Regions from separate parts of the Anser cygnoides genome. Here regions 2 and 3 are each linked to region 1. The links are chromatin contacts, called in public Hi-C maps. All regions are on one chromosome and are shown on one strand. Each heading gives the region's core, a stretch centred on a gene start, on an enhancer-like site or on the middle of the called end of the contact. The rest is flanking DNA. Distances are from core to core; before and after follow the strand shown.

What was found. A called contact is a pair of places that touch in the nucleus more often than the background predicts.
Region 2: a Hi-C map of liver shows a contact between it and region 1, with 2.0 times the contacts expected there. The contact joins the promoter of NUDT5 here to the promoter of OPTN in region 1. A contact is called at or near these places in 3 of 7 Hi-C or Micro-C datasets (granulosa cells and liver).
Region 3: a contact with region 1 is called in a Hi-C map of liver, with 4 times the contacts expected there. The contact joins the promoter of CAMK1D here to the promoter of OPTN in region 1. A contact is called at or near these places in 4 of 7 Hi-C or Micro-C datasets (granulosa cells and liver).

What each region holds. Positions count from the first base shown.
Region 1 is chr1:7,158,974-7,163,665 of Taihu_goose_T2T_genome, forward strand. OPTN (optineurin) reads left to right here and starts at 1,948. Exons shown (of 14, transcript XM_048062491.2): 1 at 1,948-2,147; 2 at 2,992-3,171. The coding sequence starts at 3,006.
Region 2 is chr1:6,795,411-6,800,102 of Taihu_goose_T2T_genome, forward strand. NUDT5 (nudix hydrolase 5) reads right to left here and starts at 2,098. Exons shown (of 10, transcript XM_013197085.3): 1 at 1,988-2,098; 2 at 1,639-1,728. The coding sequence starts at 2,029.
Region 3 is chr1:6,857,814-6,862,505 of Taihu_goose_T2T_genome, forward strand. It overlaps CAMK1D (calcium/calmodulin dependent protein kinase ID), which reads left to right and starts at 2,462. Exons shown (of 11, transcript XM_048062699.2): 1 at 2,462-2,837. The coding sequence starts at 2,746.

The sequences.
Region 1 (4,692 bases), core at 698-3,197:
CTGGTCCTTTTTCTCATGGGGGATTTCAAATTCCCAGTTGTCTGCTGGAAATACAGTACGACAGAGAGAAAACGGTCTAAGAGATTCCTGGAGTGTGGGGAGGATAACTTCCTGACAGAGGTGGTGAAGAAGCAAGCTAGGGAGGGTGTCCCACTTGACCTGCTGCTTGCAAACAGGGAAGGACTTGGGGGTGATGTGATGGTTGGAGGCTGTCTTGGGCACAGCGATCACAAAATGATAGAGTTTTTGATCTTTGGTGAAGCAAGGAAGGCAGTTAGCAGAACTGCTACCTTGGATTTCCAGAAGGCAGATTTTGGCCCATTTAGAGACCTGGTTGCCAGAGTCCCTTGGGACTGATTCTGGAAGGTAAAGGAGTGCAGGAAGGCTGGACTTTCTTCAAGAAATAAATCTTGAAGGCACAGGGGCAGGCCATGCCAATGTGCTGAAACTCAGGCTGGCAGTGAAGAAGACCAGCCTTGCTAAACAGAAAGCTTCTTCAGAAGCTCAGGAAAAAAAAAGAAAAAAAAAAAAAAAAAAAAAAGAGTTTATGAACTCTGGAAGAAGGGGCAGGCAATGCAGTAGGACTATAGAGCTGCTGTCAAGTTGTTCAGTGAGAAAATTAGAAGGGCCAAAGCCCAACTGGAACTCAGTTTGGCTAGTGCAGTAAAGGAGAATAAGAAATGCTTTAATAAACACATCAACAGCAAAAGAAGGACTAAGGAGAATCTCCATCCCTTACTGGTTGTGAGGGGAAACATAGTGATGAAAGATAAGGATAAGGCTGAGGTACTGAATGCCTTTTTTGCTTCCATCTTTATTAGTAAAGCCAATTGTTCCCAGGGTACACAGCTATCTGAGTTGGAAGATGGTGACAGAGAGTGTGATGAAGCCCCTCTAATCCAACATAAGAGAGCCTGCCTGGTAGGGCAGCTACCTTCCAAAGGACTGACTGCAGCCCTCATCTTCCCTGCTGGATTTTGCTTTGGGTCCCCACTGGATCCCACCCGCTGCCTCCTCTGTGTAGAAACTTGTACGGGAAGGGAGTTGCTGTGTGCCCAGATGTGGGCCAAGGCCATGGAGCTGTGAAGGACATAGAGCTCCCTTCTCCATACCTACCCTACACACACGGTTCATCGCAGGTCAGTGGGGGGCTGATGTGGTGGGGCGTGCTTATCTGTCCTGCAGCCTTTGGTTGTGTGGGACTTGGCTGCTCTGCCACCTGCAAGGCCTCTACCCTGACAGGAAAAACATAGAGCCCCGTGAAGCAGAACCCGAGGGAGGCCCATGCAGATGGGGACCTGTCCTCAGAGGAGCCTGTCTTCCTCAGTAGCCCCAGGGCCAGGCTCAGCAGGATGCTCTGCCCTTGGTACTCTCCCCTCTGCAGGGTATCTGGGACCGGTGCTGTTTAGCGTCTTTGTCGGTGACATGGACAGTGGGATCGAGTGCGCCCTTGGCAAGTTTGCCAGCAACACTGAGCTGTGTGGTGCGGTCGACACGCTGGAGGGAAGGAACCTGGACAAGCCTGAGAGGTGGGGCTGTGTGAACCTTATGAGGTTCAACAAGACCAAATGCAAGGTCCTGCACCTGGGACAGGGCAATCCCAAGCCCAAATCCAGGCTGGGAGGAGAATGGATGGAGAGCAGCCCTGAGGAGAAGGACCTAGGGGGTTAACAAGAAGCTCAACACAAGCCAGCAACGTGCACTTGCAGCCCAAAAAAGCCAACAGCGTCCAAACAAAAGCAGTGTGAGCAGCAGGGCAGGGAGGGGGGATTGTCCCCCTCTGCTCTGCTCTCGTCAGACCCCACCTGGAGCCTGCGTTCAGCTCTGGGGCCCAGCACAAGGACAGGGATGTATCAGAGCGAGTCCAGAGGAGGCCACGAGGATGATCAGAGGCTGCAGCCCCTCTGCTGTGGAGCCAGGCTGAGGGAGCTGGGGGTGTTCAGCCTGGAGAAGAGAAGGCTCCGGGGAGACCTCCCAGCGGTGGGCCAGCGCCTAAAGGGGGCCGGCTGTCAAGACCCGCCCGGCCGGGCAGTGCCGCCCAGAGGCCGCTCCGAGCTGGGGAAATCCCCGCGGGGGAAGGCGGAGACGGCGGCTCTCGGCACTCAGCCGATGCGGGCGGCCGCCGCCATGGGCACGGCGTGAGCGGGGTGAGCGGGGCGGCGGCGGGCACGGCCCCCGCGGGGCGCTGAGGCGACGGGGCCGGGAGGGGACCGGGGAGGTCGCTTGTCCCTGCCGCCGGCCGCAGGCGGCCGTGGCCGGTGACTCAGCGGCTCCGGGGTGGGCCTACGGGGAAGGCAAGGCAAGGGGAGAGCCGTGACTGGGCACGGAGGCGGCCGCCTCAGCGCCTCCCCCGGCGAAGCAAACTGCGACGGAAAGAGAAAACGAAAGCTGGCAGGGAGGCGGCGGAAATGTAATCCCGGCGGTAAAGGGGACCGAGAGCTTTTCGAGGCCTCCTGGTAGGGGTGTGTGGGTGGGCAGGGGGTCCCCCAGCCCCGGGGGGGGTCCCCCAGCCCCGGGGAGGCTGCTGGGTGCGCCTGAGGGACGGGGAGAGTGGGTGAAACACGGCTTTGCTGCCCTTAAAGGCTTCCTAGTGTGCAGGGAAGGGGATTAAAGCTTCTTTTTATGTTTCATTCCCAGAGGAAGGGGCTCCCAAGGAACGGTTTTAGGCTGAGAAACGTCTCGGTGTTACTCATCCAAGATGTCTCAGGAATCAAATGCCTTATTCATCCAGCCCTCTCTTTCTGGGGGGGGTTAATGGGATATAGAGACTTGTGGATGTCTCAGCTTTATTCATCCAGTCCTCTCTCTGAGGGGGTTAATGGGATATAGAGACTCGTGGGTGTTCTGGAGTAGTGGGGTCAGAGGGATCGGGTGGTCCCTGCATGCTATGACTGGATGCACAGCTCGTCCAGGTGAAATGAAAGTGTCGTATTTTCTTTCTAAGTAGCTATTTGGCAAGAAATCATGTTTTTCTCATTACTGACCTTGTAGTGGTCGCTTCAGAGATGTCCAGCAAGGTGCAGAGCCGTCCTGCTGAAAATGGAGAGCATCCCAGGAGCAAAATGGAAAACGGGACGGACGGTGCGGCTGCCCCCACCCTCAGCACATACACACCAGAAGAGATGGTACAGCAGATGAAAGAACTGATCACTGAGAACAACGAGTTAAAAGGTGAATGTGAATGCAGATCTGTCTTGAAATGCAAAAGGAGTCTCTTCTGCAGTTTGTTTGTTTGTTTTTCTTTTCCTGCGGGTATGAATTCTGTGCCCTTGCTGGATGACGTTTTATATCTGGGTAGCATTCACTGTACAAGCAACTCTGCAAGTGGCAAGGCCAATTGATAGGACACATCAAGTTGAATCAGTATGGAAGATTAGGGGGAGAACAGCCCAATTTATGAGTGACTTAGTTGCTTCAGAACTACACACACAGTCAGAATTGCATTGTGTATTTTAGGAGATTTTGCTCATCAGCCTTTAAGAGCTTTTTTTGGTTTGTATTTTAGAATGGTTGAGCATCTCCATTACAGATAGACTAACATTTTGTCATAGCTACATCAGCAAAGTGGATAGGTAGTCCACGACATCCAGAATAGTTCTGGTTAAGATATTCTCTGAAAGGTGCTGAATCCTCTCAGGTAGCGAGGGGAATTGAAGCAGACTGTTCTACACTGTGTGTAGTAACCACTTCGAAAGTTTAGTTGTGGTAGCACCTTCTGTGCTTCAAAAGGAAGTAACAGTCATAGCTTGGTCTATCTGGGAGAGACCATTAGATTTCTCTGAAAATGCCTAATGATTTAAGCCTTTTAGGTGAGAAAGCTTTGTTTCTCGATCCCAAAATCTTAGGTGTTAGATGCATATATTTTTTTTAATGGTTAGAGCAAAACCCAAGGGATTTGGGGATTTTCTGCATAAAAGACAGAGGTACCTAACTATTTATATAGTAACAGAGCATAAAGTCATGTGTCCTGTGTGCTGTGATTTTAAGTCAGTGTTCAAGTTCCATCTGAATCATTTTTGGACCTGGTGCAAGTTCTCTGCCTTGGAGTCCCATGAGTATCTGGCAGGAAAGTCGCTTCGAGGAGCACCTCTGGTATTCTGCTAAAAGGTCCTATGCCATATAAGATAATGTTTTAGGGCCATAATTGCAGCTGTTGTAACTCATACCTTGCAAAATGGCATCAAGACATAATGGCAGTTACAGGAATATACAATGTTCAAAAGATTTTCAAGCAACTGGCTTCGAGAATGTTGCTTTAAAAAGCAAGTTTGAAATCCTTTTGTTGACTTCATAAAAATACTGTAAGCATTTTGCTATAATGAGACTGGTGCTGTTACATACTGACTCACTGACTTTGTTACATAAAACATGCCTTCCCAGTCAGGGTGAGCTGACCTTGCTATAAGTTATCAGTTACATTTTTTTTCAACATTTTAAATCAAATCTTAACCGAACGTTCAAGCAGAGTATGGTTGGACATATTTGAGACCTTCAATTTGATAGCATCTGCTTTCATGCACTATTTTACCAGTCTAGAAAATCCGCTTTCCCTGCTGACTGTCATTAGTTTCATAATCTCTGTTCAGTAGTTTCATTTGGGTTCATCATGCACATAACACATGCAGCAAGATAACGAGAACTTCTTGTGAGCAATACTTCTTGCTTGCACTTCTTAGCTTCGGAATAATTCAA
Region 2 (4,692 bases), core at 848-3,347, 360 kb before region 1:
GTAGTTTGTTGCAGCATTCAACAGCACTGGCAGATCACTACCACTGTCGCCAAGTTATTGTTTGCTAAGCAGAAAGGGGAAAATGGCTGAAAAACAGGAAAAGATCAGGTGCCAGGAGTCCTAGAGGAAAAAGAAATCACTAGTCTGTAAGAGATTTGACCTATCCGAACTCCAGAAAGACAACAAAAGGACAAAATGTAGATTTTAAGCATACAAAACAAACAATGTCAAACAAAGGGTCTTGTTTTTCATCTGGTATTCTTAAGTACAGCTTTTGGCCTCTACTGTCACGGAGCAGTAATTAAAAAGTACTCTAGGCCACGCAGCATAAATATGTACAATGAGGTACAGTGAGGTGAAAGCCTTGCTGCTAACTGCTTACAGGGTGAGGAAACTGAAAGCTGCCAGGTTTCCCTAAAAGTAAAATAAAACGTTATTGTCACCCACCTTGTCAGGTGCACAACTAAAACCTTTTGGAAGCTGGCCTAGAAGCATAACTCTTGCCTTGCAGAGCTCCTTACTTAGGGCCCAACGGCACTTTTCAGGGCGTGTTCTACTAACCATACTCAGTTTTAGAATGAGCAATTTTTTATGGCTTGATCTATTACTTTGACGGGCAAATACCACGTGTTTTCGCTCACAACAGCCTGACTGTGGGTTCCCAGAAGCAGGTAGAAGAAAATAAGATCAGCAGCTACGTTCACGAAAGAAGATTCTCCAACATCAAGCCACACAGGTGCTGAAGACCAAAACACTTTCACTATAAGGGTGACTGGCAGACACATGGTAAACATTCTCCTCAACTATGCCCAGAAAATGACCGAAAAGCTAAATGGCTTAGAAGATGTTAAGATCTAATTATGAACTTCTAATGACACTGAAGAGTGCAATATTACAAAGGAGAAAACCTAAGAGGTATTATGAAGAAAAAGGAGCATAAAATTCAAGTATTACCTGAAAAACAAAAACAAAACAGGTTCTAAGGTCTAAAAAAACTCATAGTTTCAATTATGGTGAAAATGCTCCTAAAAAGCAGCCAGAAGTACCTCAGAATTCCATTCTGAAGACCTGATATTTTCTGATTCTGTAAAGGTAAGGTGCAACTACAGTGTTTTTGACAAATATTACTACCTCCTTACTAACGTCTTTAGAACAGCAATCATCTAAATTCAAATCCTTCCAGAAAATATCAGAGAAGATAAAATCCTAAATGTTAAGGCAACTCTTAGAGGTTCATCTTAGAGGAACAGACAGCATTTTCACAATCTACCCATTTCTACAGTATCTGAGAGGAATCAACATTATTTCTTAATATTGAAAACAGCCTGAACAGACAATACAACAAACAGCTATAAAATTAGGAAAAAAAAAGCTGAAGCTTAAAAAAACTGAACACTGTAGATTTCTCTCCCTCTCCTTGATAATTTGTATGATTGTTTCGCAAAAAGAATTACATATTCCTCATCCACGTCACCTTCTTTAAACTCTTTGACCATCAGGAAGAAGTGCTCTGCCTGAATAGATTTTACAAACCTACAGCATCTATACCATTTCTTACTCTGCACTCACAAACATTCTGATCTGTCTCAGCTAGTTGTTATTTAGCAATAAAACGTGTCAAAACCAAACATGTTATACCTCTTCTTTAAGGACGAATTGCCTAGCAGTTTTCGGAACTTCTGCGGATGTCTCAGTTGCCATTTTCAGGAATGTCAGGCTTTTCCCCTCCTGTGCAAAGTCCAGACTACTATGAAACAAAGTCAATATTTGCTTTCAGAGTAAAGTTAAAAGGTTCATTTCTGCATTCTAAATTAACAAATCCAACTTGCCAGAGAAAGTTAACAGCATGTGATGGCAAGTGCAATTCACATTTTCAGCTCCACCTGATGGTTTCGAAGGAAGTCTGGGTCAAATCCCAGACTTACGTAGTTGGTAACAGTCCTATCAACTGCAGAACAGCTGTGCTGGCTGAAGATACCCTCCTTACCCGTTCAAAGGTCAGGCACACGCAGAAGCAAAGTTGATCCATTTAGTAGAATTGTTTCATTCTGCTCAGTGAAGTGTCAATGCAGCATTGCCACAACAAGTCTAAGCACTCCACTGTCAAAGTGGAAAAAAAACTTACACCAGAAGGACTTCCGGAGTAGAAGTTGCACATTATTGAGAAAGAATCAGAACCAGAACCTACATACATCACATATACGTACATAAATGGCTCAATTCTTCCCCCCCAAAAAAAACTCCAAGGTCAAAAAGTCACCTGTGTGTTGCAAGTCTAGGTGGCACGTGGAGTTAGCGTGATCAAAGCACGTCACTCTCCCTTACTAGGAATGGTGTGGCCAACACCGTGCAAAAGGCACCTGGATATGCCCAAAGCAAGGCTGTCTCACTGCTGAGATATGCAGCACTTTCGGCACAGAAACTATTATTCCAAGGAAGCTCATCTTTGATATTATGTTCCTGTACTGAAGCCCTGAAAATTAATTTTAAATAAAAAGACAGTGCAAAGAAGCAACTCAGTTTAGATGCCAGGAGAGACAAGATCTCAGAGATCTCTGTTATTCTCAAGAGTTCATTTAAGGTTGTAATCTTTCCATGAAGTCAACAGGAACCTTTCCCTTGACTCCAACTATAGTTTAATAAGGATTCTCTAGCAATGAACACTATATGCTGTGAGTGCTCACCTCTGTCACGCCCAATTTTAGCACTTTCATTCTTACTTTATCCTTCTGTGATAAAATCTACAGCACACTTGCGAAACATACATGAGCATGGAGCTATACCAGCTTTCTTACATATAAGATTTGTATTTAACTTCACAGAGTAGTTCAGAGGACTAGACAGTACAAGCTATGTCTGGTTATCAGAAGGATTACAACTAATGTACATAAATCCATTTCCTCAGTAAGTACAAAGGGCAGGCTCTTTCTTAAATCTTAAGACAGTCTTGTTGGATGCAGTACATCATAGCGGTTGTCAAAGTTTCAAATTGTCTTTAGGTAACATAAAACTTGCACAGGAACCCTCACTTACTAAATCCAATTCTGTCATTTCAAAAATATATTACCCTTTTTTAATCCTAAAATTACATTATATTATCCTTTCTAAAAGAAATGATGCTTCATCTTAAAATTATGTAGTGTTATTGCCTACCTTACCACTACTATGAAAAACTGTTCTAGGACCTTACTTGCTTATCTTACGTTTATCCCATATTAGTTCAATTAGTGTTGCCCGTTTGTTCTTAAGCTAACTCAAACCCTCCTCACTTAGGATTTAAGAGACGTGACTGGCAAACAGTCACAGTATCTCGCTGTGAGTCTAACATACAGTATTAAGCTTTCCATGAAACTCATGCAAAAGAACCACAGCCCAGCATACTGGTTTGAAAAGGCTCCTGGTCATCCATAGGAGACAGTCAAACTAGGCTCTGTGCGACGCCCTAAGTATCCAGCTTCAAAAATATAGAAAATTCACATAGCTAGCTACAAGAAATGCACCTCCAATGTTTGGAAAGAATTATAAGCTTTCTGATTGACAATATGTACCTATCAAAGACAGGAGATAGCAAATGGTGTTGATCTTAAACTTTTTTTAGGACTGGCTGAATAACTATTCCTCTTTTAATCCCCCCTCAAAAGAAATCCCCTTCCATTGATCATCGTAACCCTTCTACATTAACTGCATCTGCGTATCTCTCTCAAACAGATTACCACAGTTGTTCCCAAAATCTCATATGCAACTTTATTAATGCTTTCTATAACAGTATTAATACTTACCTACATCAATTACAAATACACCCTAGGAGCTCATCTCATGCCAGAAGCTCTTTTCAACAGAATTTGCTCTCTCCTGCAGTGACAGATTCAAGGATGATTTGTGACTAAAATTACAAGAAATTACTGAAGATGGCTTCAGTTTGAAATAGCACGAAAATGTGCAATGAGTGAAAATGAGACTCATCCATCTCAGGTTCTGTACTGAAGATCTTCTCCACTAGTGGGTGCAATAACTCTATATATGAGTGACATTTTAAAAAGTTCTACCAAAAAAGTAATGTTTTCCAAATCCAACTGACTGTGTAGAATTGAAAATTTCTGCAGTTACAAAGCTGAAATACCACTTGGCTAATTGAAGGCTGCAGGTCTGGTATCTCACATTAGCCAAGGGTGCTCAGAAAAAGGAGGCAACACAGCTCCTATTTCATAAACATTCGTGGTGACTGACAATTAAATCTACAGATGCAAGGTAAAGCTCTGCGTTAGGTTTCAGAACAGACATTGTCTCACAGCCCTCAGAGAGGAAGGCTCTTTCTCATACAGTTACCACTGGGTCATTTGAGTCAAAAAAACATAAAGCTGCTGGCACAGCAGCCAGGAACCTGATTACGTGACTTCCACTTACATGAACTCCGTGAATTTAAATACTTAATAATTATCAGCAAAACTTTAAGAATACATCAAAATGTCCACATTTACCAGTCTTCTTAGCGTGAATCAACACTATTTGAACTATAAATTCTAGGAAAAAAACACACAGGTTGGCCCACTTCTACCTTCTTGTTGGCCCACTTCTACCTTCTCTGATGACTTCCACGGTTAGGATCACAGGATATTGCCGGCAAATTGTGCTGCTTGTTCCATTTGCCTCATGTAGGGCTCAAATTCAGACCTCAAAAAGTCATACCAGTTA
Region 3 (4,692 bases), core at 1,212-3,711, 300 kb before region 1:
ATCTGGTTGTAAGTAATCAAATACTGGATACAGCCATCCGGAGCCACTTCACTGCCACACGCCCTGCTACAGAGAGAAGTTTTCTTAAACGATTTTTTTTTTTTTTTTTTTTTTTTTTTAAATACCTGTTCTTCAAATAACTCAGTGCTCCACAATGGCTCTGCAGAAGACTGTCAATCAAGCAAAATTACAGCCTGACGTGACAGACAGTAATGACTCTAAAGGGGCCGTTACCATCTATTGTGCCAGGGGGCCCTTCCTAATAGGAGTGTCTCCTCCGCTTCTCATTAAAAGTGCAATGGCTCCCGAGATTTTATACATTACTGGTTATTTCAAATACAAGTTATCACGCACACACACACAAAAAAGCATATTTATGGGATGTTAAAAGCGCGGGCTAAATTGGGAAAAGAAAACTTAGATTTACAGGCTGGCATTATGCTTAGAAATTGCAGCACGGGCAAGGATTTGGGTAATTTTAGGTAAAATTTTTGTGTGCTGAAAGTTAGAATGGCAAAGCGGGCGATGCTGCCTGGGCAGTGAGATTATAGCATGATGCTGTACGGGCAAACACGACTTCAGAAATAATGGCAGTGAGTGGTTTGGCTATGCCACGGCTCCAGGATAAATTATGGCACCAGCCTCATGGACTGATGAAACCCTTCGGCCTCTGTCAGGCTGGAGGTCAGGGCAGATGATCGCTTTTGCCCCTTTTGGCCTCAGATTGTCTCAATTTTCTCCCAAGGACAGCAGGTTACTTTTGGCAGCCCCGTTCAGCAACCCCAAAAATCTCAACATGGCATTTCTGACCCCAAGTGATTTATTATCTTGTGAAAAAGGGAGAAAATACAACATTGGTGTGGGTTGGAGGGAAAATTATTCGGTGTCGGCTGCATCTTTTTGGGTCTGTCCCACCCCCATCACTTCTCAGGCGGGGGCCACCAGCTTGGGGATCCCTGGGGACACGGACACGGGGAAGGAAGGCTGATGGGACGAAGGGGATCCCCATGGGGAGCAGGAGGATGTGGGTAAGCCAGCAGCAGAAGGAAAGGTTTGGCTGCTCCAAGAACATACTGGGACAACACACAAGCACCCATCGCAGGGAATCCCAAGCGATTTGGGCCACCCATGGGGCGGGATGGCCACCAAAGCATTGCATTAGAGAGGGCACTAATTAATGCAGGAGCTGGCACACGCTCAGCCGTGTGCCTGTGCCCAGCAGAGGGTAGCATTGCCCAAACACCCCGGCCTGCCTCGGTGTTTTCCCCAAATTTACACCTCCCCACCCGGCTGAGCTCCCCCAGGCTCCAAACCCGCGTGGAAGTGGGAGCCCCAGGGGAAAGCTCCCGTGCTCATAAATGATGAGCGGTCCGGAAAATCCCTTTCCAAAGTGGGATTTTAAGGACTCTGTGAAAGGACACGGCACATTTTAAGCAGTTAGGCGCGCATTCACATCTGTTTACGAGTCGATGCAATATTTAGTCGTGTCACGCCTCATTTTCAGCCGCCTCATTTGATGACCAAGGGTTTGAGCCGCCCCCAAAAACACCCGTGGGTCCGCACCTGCCTTTTTACTTCCCAACTTGGAGGAGAAATCCACTTTTTTTTTTTTTTTTTTTTTTTTTTGCGCTTTACCTATTTGCAAGACATTAACGGGAAACCTACCCACGGGTTTAGCGCGTATTTCTGCCGTGTCACCGGGGGCGCATCCTGCCCCTCGCTCCCGCTGCGGGGTGGGCAAGGGGCTGGGGGCCACTTTTGGCCCCCACGGGGCGGCTGCGCTCACGGTGGGCACCGCAAACCCCGCGCAAAACCCGCGCATCCCCCGCGCAATCCCCGCGCAATCCCCGCGCATCCCCCGCGCAGCTCCGGACCACCCCGCCCGGCCGCCTGCGGTGTGGCTTTTAATTTTTATTTTTTTTTTCCCCCGCTTTCCCTTTTTTTTTTTTTTTTTTTTTATCTCTTTGCTTTCCCTCCCCTCCCGTTTGACGTGCGCGGTTTTGGTGCAATGCGAATTATCTCCAGTCATTCAGTCAGGAGGGGCAGCGCCAGGCAGCAGAGCAGCGGCGGGGCTGCCTCCTCCTCCTCCTCCTCCTCCTCTTCTTCCTCCCCCTCTTCTTCTTCTTCCTCCTCCTCCTCCTCCTCCCATTGCCATAACAACCGCGCACAGCCGCACCGCGCCCGGGAGGCTCGGAGCATCCAACGGGGCCCCCGCACGCCCTGCTTGGGGACAGCGGGGGGGTAGGGGGGGGGGGGGGGGAATCAGTGACCTCCCTCAAAAAAAGAAAAAAAAAAGAAAAAAAAAAAAAAAAGGGACTTTTCCTCCCGGAGTGGGGGGACCAAAGTGTCCCTGAGGGTGCTGAAGGAGGCGGGGGGGGACACGGGGCAGCCCCGGGGGTGGCACGGGGAGGGGCGAGGGGGGAGGGGGGGAGGACGAGGGGAAAGGGGGGGGGGGGGGGCAGAGAAAGTTGGGAGGAAATAGCCCAGGAAAAGTGGCACTCGTGGAGCCCGCCGGAGCGCGGAGGAAATAAAAGCGGCGGCGGGCAGGAAGTGTGAGGAGGAGGAGGAGGAGGAAGGGGAGAAGGAGGAGGAGAAGAAGGAGGAGGAGGAGGAGGAGGAGGAGGAGGAAGAGCCGGCAGAGGCAGCAGCAGCAGCCGCTGCTTTCTCAGAAGAGAAAGCAAAAGCCGCAGGCGGCTCGGTGCCGCCCGGCATCCGCGGGGCTGCGCGGGGCTGCGCGGAGCGGCCATGGCCCGGGAGAACGGGGACGGCGGCGGCTCCTGGAAGAAGCAGGCGGAGGACATCAAGAAGATCTTCGAGTTCAAGGAGACGCTGGGGACGTAGGTGGCGGGGAGCGGAGCGGGCCGGGAGGCGCCGTCCCTGCGCTGCGCGGGATTTGCGCGGGGGGGATTTGCGCGGGGGCTGCCGCCGGGGTCGCTCCGAGCATCCCGCCCGGCACCGAGCCGGGGAGGTTTGGGAATCCCGGGACAAACGGCACCGGGGGGGGGGGTTGGTAGGAGGTGAGGGATGAGGGTGGCTGCGGGGCAGGCGGCTGGGCTACCCCCCCCCAAAAAAAAAATTAAATAATAAAAAAAAAAGAACAACAAAAAGAGAAAAGAAAGAAAAAAAAAAGAAAAAGAGAAGAATAAGAGAAAAGAAAAAGAGAAAAGAAAAAGAAAAAAGAAAAAAGAAAGAAAAAAATAAGAAAAAAGAAAAATAAGAAAAAAAGAAAAGGGAAAAAGATAAAAAGAAAAAGGAAAAAGAAAAAAGAAAGGAAAAAAAGAAAAAATAAAGAAAAAAATAAAGAAAAAAAAGACCCCCCCCCACCCCCCGGTTTAAAATGTTAATAGGATAGGGAGATGGGGAAAGGCTTTTTCTTGACGGTGCCACTGTAAATAAATGCGGTCTGACTTGCATGCTGTCCCCTAAAGCTGATGGCTGCATCCATTCGTGGACGGACAAGCAGAAATAATCGGAGTGGATTGGATGTGCTTTAGCTACGATGCTTAACTGTTGTTGGGCTTTATTTCTGTTATTTATAGTGGCGGGGCATAAAGATTAGTAAAACGTTGGAGTTTTTTTTTTTTTTCTTTTTTTTTTTTCGGAAGGCTCAGAATAAACATGCGCAGATGGTGGAAGGGAGCAGGGTGCAGGCTGATGCTTTTTTGGCTGAGCGGGGAGTTTTATTTCTGTTGAGAGAAATTTTCGCTCGTCGGATGTTGTAGAGGCAGAGAGCCGCGGTTGCTGGGGAAGGGCAGGGTGCGGGCTGCCGTGTGGGTGGGCGAGGACGTGAACGCTGGGTTGTATGGGACGGGTGCTTTATCGCCATGTCCCCCCCGGTGTAAATTCAACTTCGAGCACGTCTCTAAGTAAAGCATCGCCGAGCCCAAGCAGCGCGTTTTGTGCTCCGCGTGCCACTTCCAAAACACGGCTGAACAAGTTTCGGCCGTAATATTTCAGTTTCTTTCTGCTTCCAAGGGAGGGCTCTCTACAAACAGAGTATTTCTGCTTCTGCTGATTTCCTGCACACCAAGTGCGAGTGAGAAGCGGGCTGGGTGCTTCATCTGGAGGGGGGGGGTCACGCACCCGTGTGGGGGTGAGCACGGTGTGGAAACACCGCCCGGCTGGTGACATTCGTGCCTGCCCAGGGCTCTGAAGATGCAGGGTGAGGTGTCCCTGAGAGACGTGTCCCTGCCTGTCACCTTCAGCACCTTCCTGAGCTCAAGGGTGTAGGAGAGGCAAGTCCTAACGCCAGGAGACTTGTGGGAGCAGCAGGACAGCTTGCTGTGGTTCCCATCACACAGCCCCGTGTTATCTTCCCACTTGTGGTGTATGAAGCATCTGTGAGGGTTAACTTGCACCATTAGAGAGGTCCAGACAGAATTAATGCTGTGGACTTGGTGGGTATCCCACTGGAGTTGACAGGATCAGGTGTAGGTCCCAAGGTAGGTGGAGCTGGGCAGAGTTCATCGCTGCGCACATTGGGATGGCTGCTGCAAATGAAATCCACTCACCATGACCATTTAGTGCCTCGCACTCTTAAACATCATCGTAGCCAGGCCTTCGTGATGAGAGGGCAAGCTGTAAGGCTTTAAAACTTGACCTAACAGTCAGCATAGAAACTTTCAGAAAATTAAAATAACTGCATCACAGCCCTGTACCTGTCTAAAGGAGGCAGATCTGTCCCTTTTCCCA